Regions from separate parts of the Mus musculus genome. Here region 1 is linked to region 2. Evidence: chromatin contacts called from public HiChIP or PLAC-seq data. All regions are on one chromosome and are shown on one strand. Each heading gives the region's core, a stretch centred on a gene start, on an enhancer-like site or on the middle of the called end of the contact. The rest is flanking DNA. Distances are from core to core; before and after follow the strand shown.

The links. HiChIP or PLAC-seq counts read pairs in DNA pulled down with a chosen protein or histone mark.
Region 1: a contact with region 2 is called in an H3K27ac HiChIP or PLAC-seq map of embryonic stem cells, with 4 times the contacts expected there. The contact joins two enhancer-like sites. A contact is called at or near these places in 4 of 115 datasets of contacts at active chromatin or transcription factors (embryonic stem cells and pancreatic cancer cells) and 1 of 9 other capture datasets (embryonic stem cells).

Annotation. Positions count from the first base shown.
Region 1 is chr1:7,124,645-7,127,999 of GRCm38.p6, forward strand. All of the region lies in intron 2 of Pcmtd1 (protein-L-isoaspartate (D-aspartate) O-methyltransferase domain containing 1), which reads left to right. Among named protein-coding and RNA genes, the nearest start is that of Pcmtd1, 37 kb to the left of the region's middle. Within about 2 kb of position 1,902, at least 17 of the 459 cell types and tissues checked have an H3K27ac peak or open chromatin away from gene starts, as enhancers often do. A contact at or near this core is called in embryonic stem cells, where this site is marked.
Region 2 is chr1:6,446,542-6,449,951 of GRCm38.p6, forward strand. No RefSeq gene overlaps it. Among named protein-coding and RNA genes, the nearest start is that of Alkal1, 89 kb to the left of the region's middle. Within about 2 kb of position 1,725, at least 8 of the 459 cell types and tissues checked have an H3K27ac peak or open chromatin away from gene starts, as enhancers often do. A contact at or near this core is called in embryonic stem cells, where this site is marked.

The DNA of each region.
Region 1 (3,355 bases), core at 652-3,151, 680 kb after region 2:
GCCAGCCTGCAGCTCTCATTTCCAGGTTCCAGCCTGGAAGGCATCTTGGAACTGGAAGAGAATAGGGAATCCAGGCGGGTAGAGAAATAATGGAACCAAGACAAACTAGTCTGCTCAAGGTTCAAATTTTTAATGGCAGACACACTTCATAAAAGAGAGGGGGAAGCCCATTCCCGCCAAATCATCCTTGGAGCCCAGCTGCAGGTGACCATGCGTAGTCTCCGGAACAGCTAGGCCGACTCCCAGCAGGTCGCAGCTGTGTCAGTGGCAGAACAATAGAGTGATCCAGGGAGGCAGCTCCACCCTAGGTGATCTCCTTAGTGGTAAGCAAAGTCAAGGTCTGGTTCAGCCTGCTTCAGACTTGTGGGAGGCTACATCTCCTCCCTGTTATTAATATAAAAAAGAAAGGCTGGACTGAGGCGTAAAACTTATTTATGCTCTATAGTTCTGCCTGATTTCTTTGGCCCTAGTGAAGAAACCTGTCTCAGTGGGATTCCCTAACTTTTCTCATAGTAAACCCTTGTTTGATTAAGACTGTCCTTACTGTCCTAGTAAACATTTTGCAGACCAGCCCTGAGCTGTTGGCTCCGTCTTTTGTAATGCTTAATTAATTACTGAATTGGAAACTTCCTTGCTGAATTCCTACTGAATTCCAAGTGTCGGCTGCTAGATCTTTCTAGGACATTGGAACACTGGCGAAGGCTAAACTATATCAGAATTCAATCTTAAAAGGCACTTATAATAAGATAATACTAAAAGAGAGCATGTGGATCCATACATCAGACTAACACGGGGATAGGGTAAGAATGTACAGGTTATGAGAACGCCAAAGTTCCAGGACGTGAGTTTCCGTGAAACTCTTTTCCTTGTGAGTGCTCTCAGGCCTCGAGGCCTGCCAAGCAAACTTCACTGGAGTGTGCATAGCATTCTGTCTCATTTTTATATTTCTGCCGAAGTTCCGGAATATCCCGCCTTGTCGTAGCTATAGATCTCAGAGGTGCTCTGAAGATGGGTGGAAACACAATGATTTACTAATAAAATAATGGCGATAATAATAGCAATTAGGATAATATATTGAACCCAATCCAGGGGATTCAGTGCACTTAGGTTATCTTTAAATCTCTGGCCAATTCATCAATGTTCCAAGTGTCCAAGTGACTATTGCTAATATCTGAAAATTTTGCCTTTTTAGCTTTAATATATGCTATGTCCTGCTCTATTGTTAAGACTACTACTTCTAAGACATTAACCTTTGCCTCCAAATCTTTACATGGCTCTGTGGTGTACTATCAATAAACCACGGCCTCTTGGCATGTACCTCTGTCTACATTAATATGATTTTGAGATCTGGGTTCCTGTCTTAGACTGCCCGGCCCTCATAGCAAACCTTCATTCCAAATCAGACCAAAAGCCACAATGTGTACTAGAATGCTACTTGCTTGGAGGCAGAGATGCACACCTGTTGAGTCAGGCTGAAGGGCGTTGACTGACCTGCTTGAAAAAACAAGTCCAGACAGTGAAAGGCAACAGTACAAAAGCTTCTTTTGGGGAAGTCCAGGTACTCCATTCAATTGCAAATTAGCAACTATCAAGCTTAGACTTAGAGCTCCAGGTGTGGGGGCGGTGACCTTGAGAATCTCAGAAAGGCTGCAATCTTTCTGGGAGAGGAGGCTGTGCTCTAATTTAACTTTGTAAGTAATTAAGAATATTTTGCTATCTTCTCTGCGATACTCTAATGCTACAATTATTACTAGACCAGTCCAAGATTGAATTAGAATAACCCGTCACATGAGGGAAAGAGAAGAATCACTGATCTTGCTAAGTCAGATTACACAGTATCTGATGTGCTTTTTACCTTAAGGTTAAAAGCTTGAAGCAAGGCAGCTTCACTTGTCTAAACTGGAAAAATGGCAAGCAAGGATGGGTTGAAAGCATGTACCCAATTCAGCTTCCTAGTCACTACAGTCACTACAGTCAGGGAACTGAGCAAACTCACCTGCCAGCTTGTCACACGAATTAGCCATCATACTTCTGCAGCTTCTGTGGAGAGAACCTATGCTTTTCCCTTTCCTAATAAGGCAGCTGTTCAGGATCAAGCCATATGCCAATAAGTAGATCCTTTTAAGATACTATAAGGCATTTATTAAATTCTTAGACATCCAAATTTCAAAATTCTAAAATTTAAAAGTATGATTTAAATAATGTGCATGGGAATGCACTAAATAATATGCACGGGGATATAATTTTCCCCTTCTTTGTTTTTTAAGAAGGCAGTTTTAAAGTTCTACAATACCTTGTCTTGAGAATTAATAATTTGTTGACAAAACATCTCAAATACTTGACTGTTATAGTCAGTATTAATGTAACATGGGCAGTGACTAATTGCACTTTGAGTTGTTTCTCTTAAAGAACGTTTGTAACTAGAAAGCTTGAAAAGTTATTAATAGTCACATGTATCTAATTTATTCAGAAATAAGAGCATTCATTTGCAGCAATTTATTAAGTATGAGTCCTCAAGAAGTAACACAATTATGTGGAAACAGATAGAATCTGAGGACACCAAGAGCAAAGAAGTTGACATGCACAATTTCTAAGAATACTAAAATATTATCTTAAACCATAACATTTTGAATATATAAAGAACGAGATTATATATCCAATCTATCTTATACGTAGGACCTATAGACTGCCTGAGATATAAATCTAGCATGGCATTGCTTTAAAATGTCCAGGCAATCTAGAACAATTTATTAAATGTCTAAAAACAGCCTTTTTGAAAGGACTTTTTAAAAAAAAAAAGCATTTGTATGTGTATAAGCAATTGCAAATTTGAGAATTAATAGCATCTGAGGGACGAACAATCTTAAGCAATTGTGAGCTCTGAGATATAATATTGACTATTAATATACAAATTAAGGTTGATTGTTCAGCATTTTAAAACACCATACACAGCACACAACTTAATTATCTGTGCTGAAGCAGGGGGAAGCTCAAAAGAATAAGCATGTGATCAGATTCACCTCTGCTTATTTCCCATAGAGGGGTTGTTTTTAAACACAAAAATTGGGATGCATGCATGCATACATGAATTTATAGAAGATACAAAAGCATGCATAAAACAATTTTTTAGCTTATCTATTATTATTTAAAATGAAGGTATGCAATAGATCAAATATTAATATTCTGTAATAACCAAATTAATTGCTGTTTGGAACAAGAAACAGACACTTAGTCAGGTTTTTAAGACACATTTTTTGTTATAGTTATCCCAAACTATATGAATTTATCTTATAATTCTTTGTTAACACCACAGTGGCTTAATAGGATGCTTAAACTGTGCTATAAGGTGAATGCC
Region 2 (3,410 bases), core at 475-2,974:
TCTGTAGCTTTATATATGTACTTTAAAGTAATCTTATAGAATAATGTGACTTTTGGAGTGGGTTTGAGATCATTAATATTCAGAGTTAAAATGGAAAGATGTAGATTAAAGCAGTCTAGGCTGTCCTTTTATTTCCTATTTCTCTCTTCCTATATAACCAATAAAGATTTTAAGAAAAAAACAGAGCAAACAAGCTGCCTGGAAGATACTCTCCAACCTATCCAACTACCAAGTAGGCATTTCAAGAAGCCCAGAGTTCTCGCTTTCAGTGATTCTGCTGTTTGTCTTACTGTCTTAATTTGGACGTCTATCCCTGTGAAGAGACACCATGACCAAGGCAATTCTCATAAATGAAAAAAAATATTTGGGGCTGGCTTACAGTTTCAGAGGTTTAGTCCATTATTGCCATGGCAGGAGACAAAGCAGTATTGAGGCAGATGTGTTGCTGGAGAAGGAGTGGAGAGTTCCACATCTTGATCCACACGCAGTAGGATATTGTGATTATTACTTCCTGTTAATTTTCTTGTTAGAGGTGGAATTATGTTTGCATAGGTTTGTTAAAAGATTACTTTCTTGCTTTTTCTAGAGTGTAGTTTCCCTTTTTGTGTTGGTGTTTGCTATCTATTATCCTTTGTAGGGCTGGATTTGTGGAAAGATATTGTATAAATTTGGTTTTGTCATGGAATATCTTGCTTTCTCCATCTATGGTGATTGAGAGTTTTGCTGGGTATAGTAGCCTGGACTGGCATTTGTGTTCTCTTAGGGTCTGTATGACATCTGCCCAGAATCTTCTAGTTTTCATGTGTAACCTTATTTGATGTGTGAAGAATACTGTCGTAATGACCAAACAAGTGTCAGGCAGACACAAGGAACCCTCCTTACAATCCATAATCAAGTTAGACTTGCACCAGCCATCAGAGCAGACTCTGCCTCACTATTTTGTGTCACTGCCTTTCCTCTCTCTACAGATGCAACTTGCTTGCATTGTGAGGTGGAACTTTCTGACCCATTTTTGGTTCTGACTGTGATCACAGTCTAAACTTGCAAATAAAGATGTGTGAAACTAGATTGGGTATTGTTTTTCCCATTAGATGTAGCTGTGTTTAGAAAAGGGAATAGCTGCCATACAAATAATTATCCTCAATTAAATAATACATATCGATTAAAAATTCAATCAAAGACATGGGTATTGGGAAAGGGAGAAGTTTGTTAAATGTCAAGTTCTTGCACCCCCTGAACCTCGGTGCAAGGAAGGCAGGGCTGAAAGGAGGGGATTGTGTCTTCTCCAGGAAATGTCTGAAGTTTTGTTGGATATACAACCGCTGCAGGTGTGAATAATTCATCTTTTGTTTCAGTCCTGAATGCAGTCCAGGAGTCAGCTCTTTACAAAGCCTCATCTCACTTACTGTGAAAATTGTGACCAGGTGCCCTCAGTCTGAGTAATTAAAAAGCTCCAAGGCAGCAAAAGCCCCTCCTTGAAAGACAATGACAAGCTTGTTATCAAAGAGACCCAGGAGATGAGGAAACACTAAACTATGTTTACAAGGCAGAATTTTCAGGTTTTCATCAATAAAAAGCTTATGTACTCCAGTTATGTGACCTTGCTCTGGGTATACTGGTCAGCGGTCAGTCCCTTTTGTTCTGAGAGATGACTTTAGACAGGCTGGTGCCTGGAGTAGGTGGGCCTGTTCAGGGTATAGAAGTGCTCCTGATGTCCCTTTAGGCAACATGCTCCAGCAGTGCCTCGCAATCTCCTTAGACAATGTGGCTTTACTGTCTGCAGGCTCTTCAGAGCTGAATTTTACCTAAGCAAATGAAGCCATCTGTCTACCCTAAAGTTTTCCTTTGTTCTGTAGTGTAGTGGCTTCATAGGAAAATGAGTAAGTGTTCAGCTGCTTCTAGAGAAACAAGAAACCTTGCTTTCTTCCAACCCCTTGCAACCCCTCCTCTCTTTTCAATTTTATCTTTAAAAGAAATAGCTAATTTACAACTCAAAGGTAAAGAGAAGTCTATAGGGTTTACGTTGAGCAGGCTTATTAAAGAGCAAAGCTAGGATTTCATGATTAGTTTTAAAATATTTTTTGCTCAAATATTTCATTGGTTTTGGTTGGCTTATTCAAATTTTAGATTGTTGTACAACTTAAAAATACTAGGAAAAGCCTTTTTGTTGCATCTCTTCCCTACCTGCCTTGCTCATGGGGAGACTCTAACCTCATGCCAGCTCTGCACCTCAGTTGTACTTCTAGTCCAAACCTGTTTAAAATCTTACTTACCCATAAATTTACAAACCAATACAAGGACAATTAAACATGTAAATAATTGTTTTCTGTGCTTTGTGTGGCAAATTGAATGTGCTTTTCCCAGGAATAACACACAGGTGAAAGAATGAGAACCAGACCTTGTGGGTCCCCCTGTAGAGCCTATGTCATTGGAGTCCTTGTGGCTCCATTGTCAGGTACAAACAATACAAAAGGGCAGGCAAAAGCCAGTGTGCCTCAGGAACTTGTAAATTGGGTTCTGCTGTCTAAAAGGAGTTATTTTCTTTACCTTTGGTGAAAAGGATATAATGGCTCTCCAATTAGCATTTCAAATCCATAGATAGCATCTTAGGCCTCACCTTCTCTCCTGAGGCCAAACCCCTTCAGGTCACAGGCTTCCTTCCTCACAGCGCCTCATCCTTCTAACCTGGCTCCTCTCTAGGCTCTTGCTCCTGCTCTTCTTGCTGTGCTTTCTCTCTACTCTATCTACTCCCCCCTCCCCTCTAGGAGATAACCCTGGCCACGTCTAGTGTGCTGGTCACATTCGGTCCAACTCTTACTCTCTCCACTGTGGACTCTTCCAGATGTGGCTGTTCTCACACCTAACATAAAACTTTACCATACCATGCATCAGTCATCTTGTTAGTTTACTCATCCATAAGTTGAGTGGAGGAGGCAGTGGCAGTACTAGCCAAATGAAAAGCAAGACTGTTTCTATTTTGTGATTAAAATTAGCTTTGAATCAATTTTGGTTAGACACTTATCTTCATTTTAAAGAAAAATCCTAAAAAATGCAATCTTTAGAGATGTTATTAGAATCTAATTCTATTTGAAACCTAGTTTATTTTGATAACAGGCACGAACACAAGCTGGTAGTATTAGTTCATGACTGTAGAATAATTACCTAGAAAAGTGTTGTTAGTGAAATGCCTTTTGCTGGGTATGCTTGTACACACTTTTAATTGTGGCACTCTGAAAGTAGAGGCAGCAGGACTGAAAGCCCCAGGCTGGCCTAGGCTTTGTGACTGAGACTCTGACTCTTCATCTCCCTGAATTAAATTACTCCTAGAAACACCAACATTTAATTGGTTGCTTAAAAGTTTAGGTGTCTAATCTCTGTGTCAACTAAAAATGACAGAGGTGATTTGACAC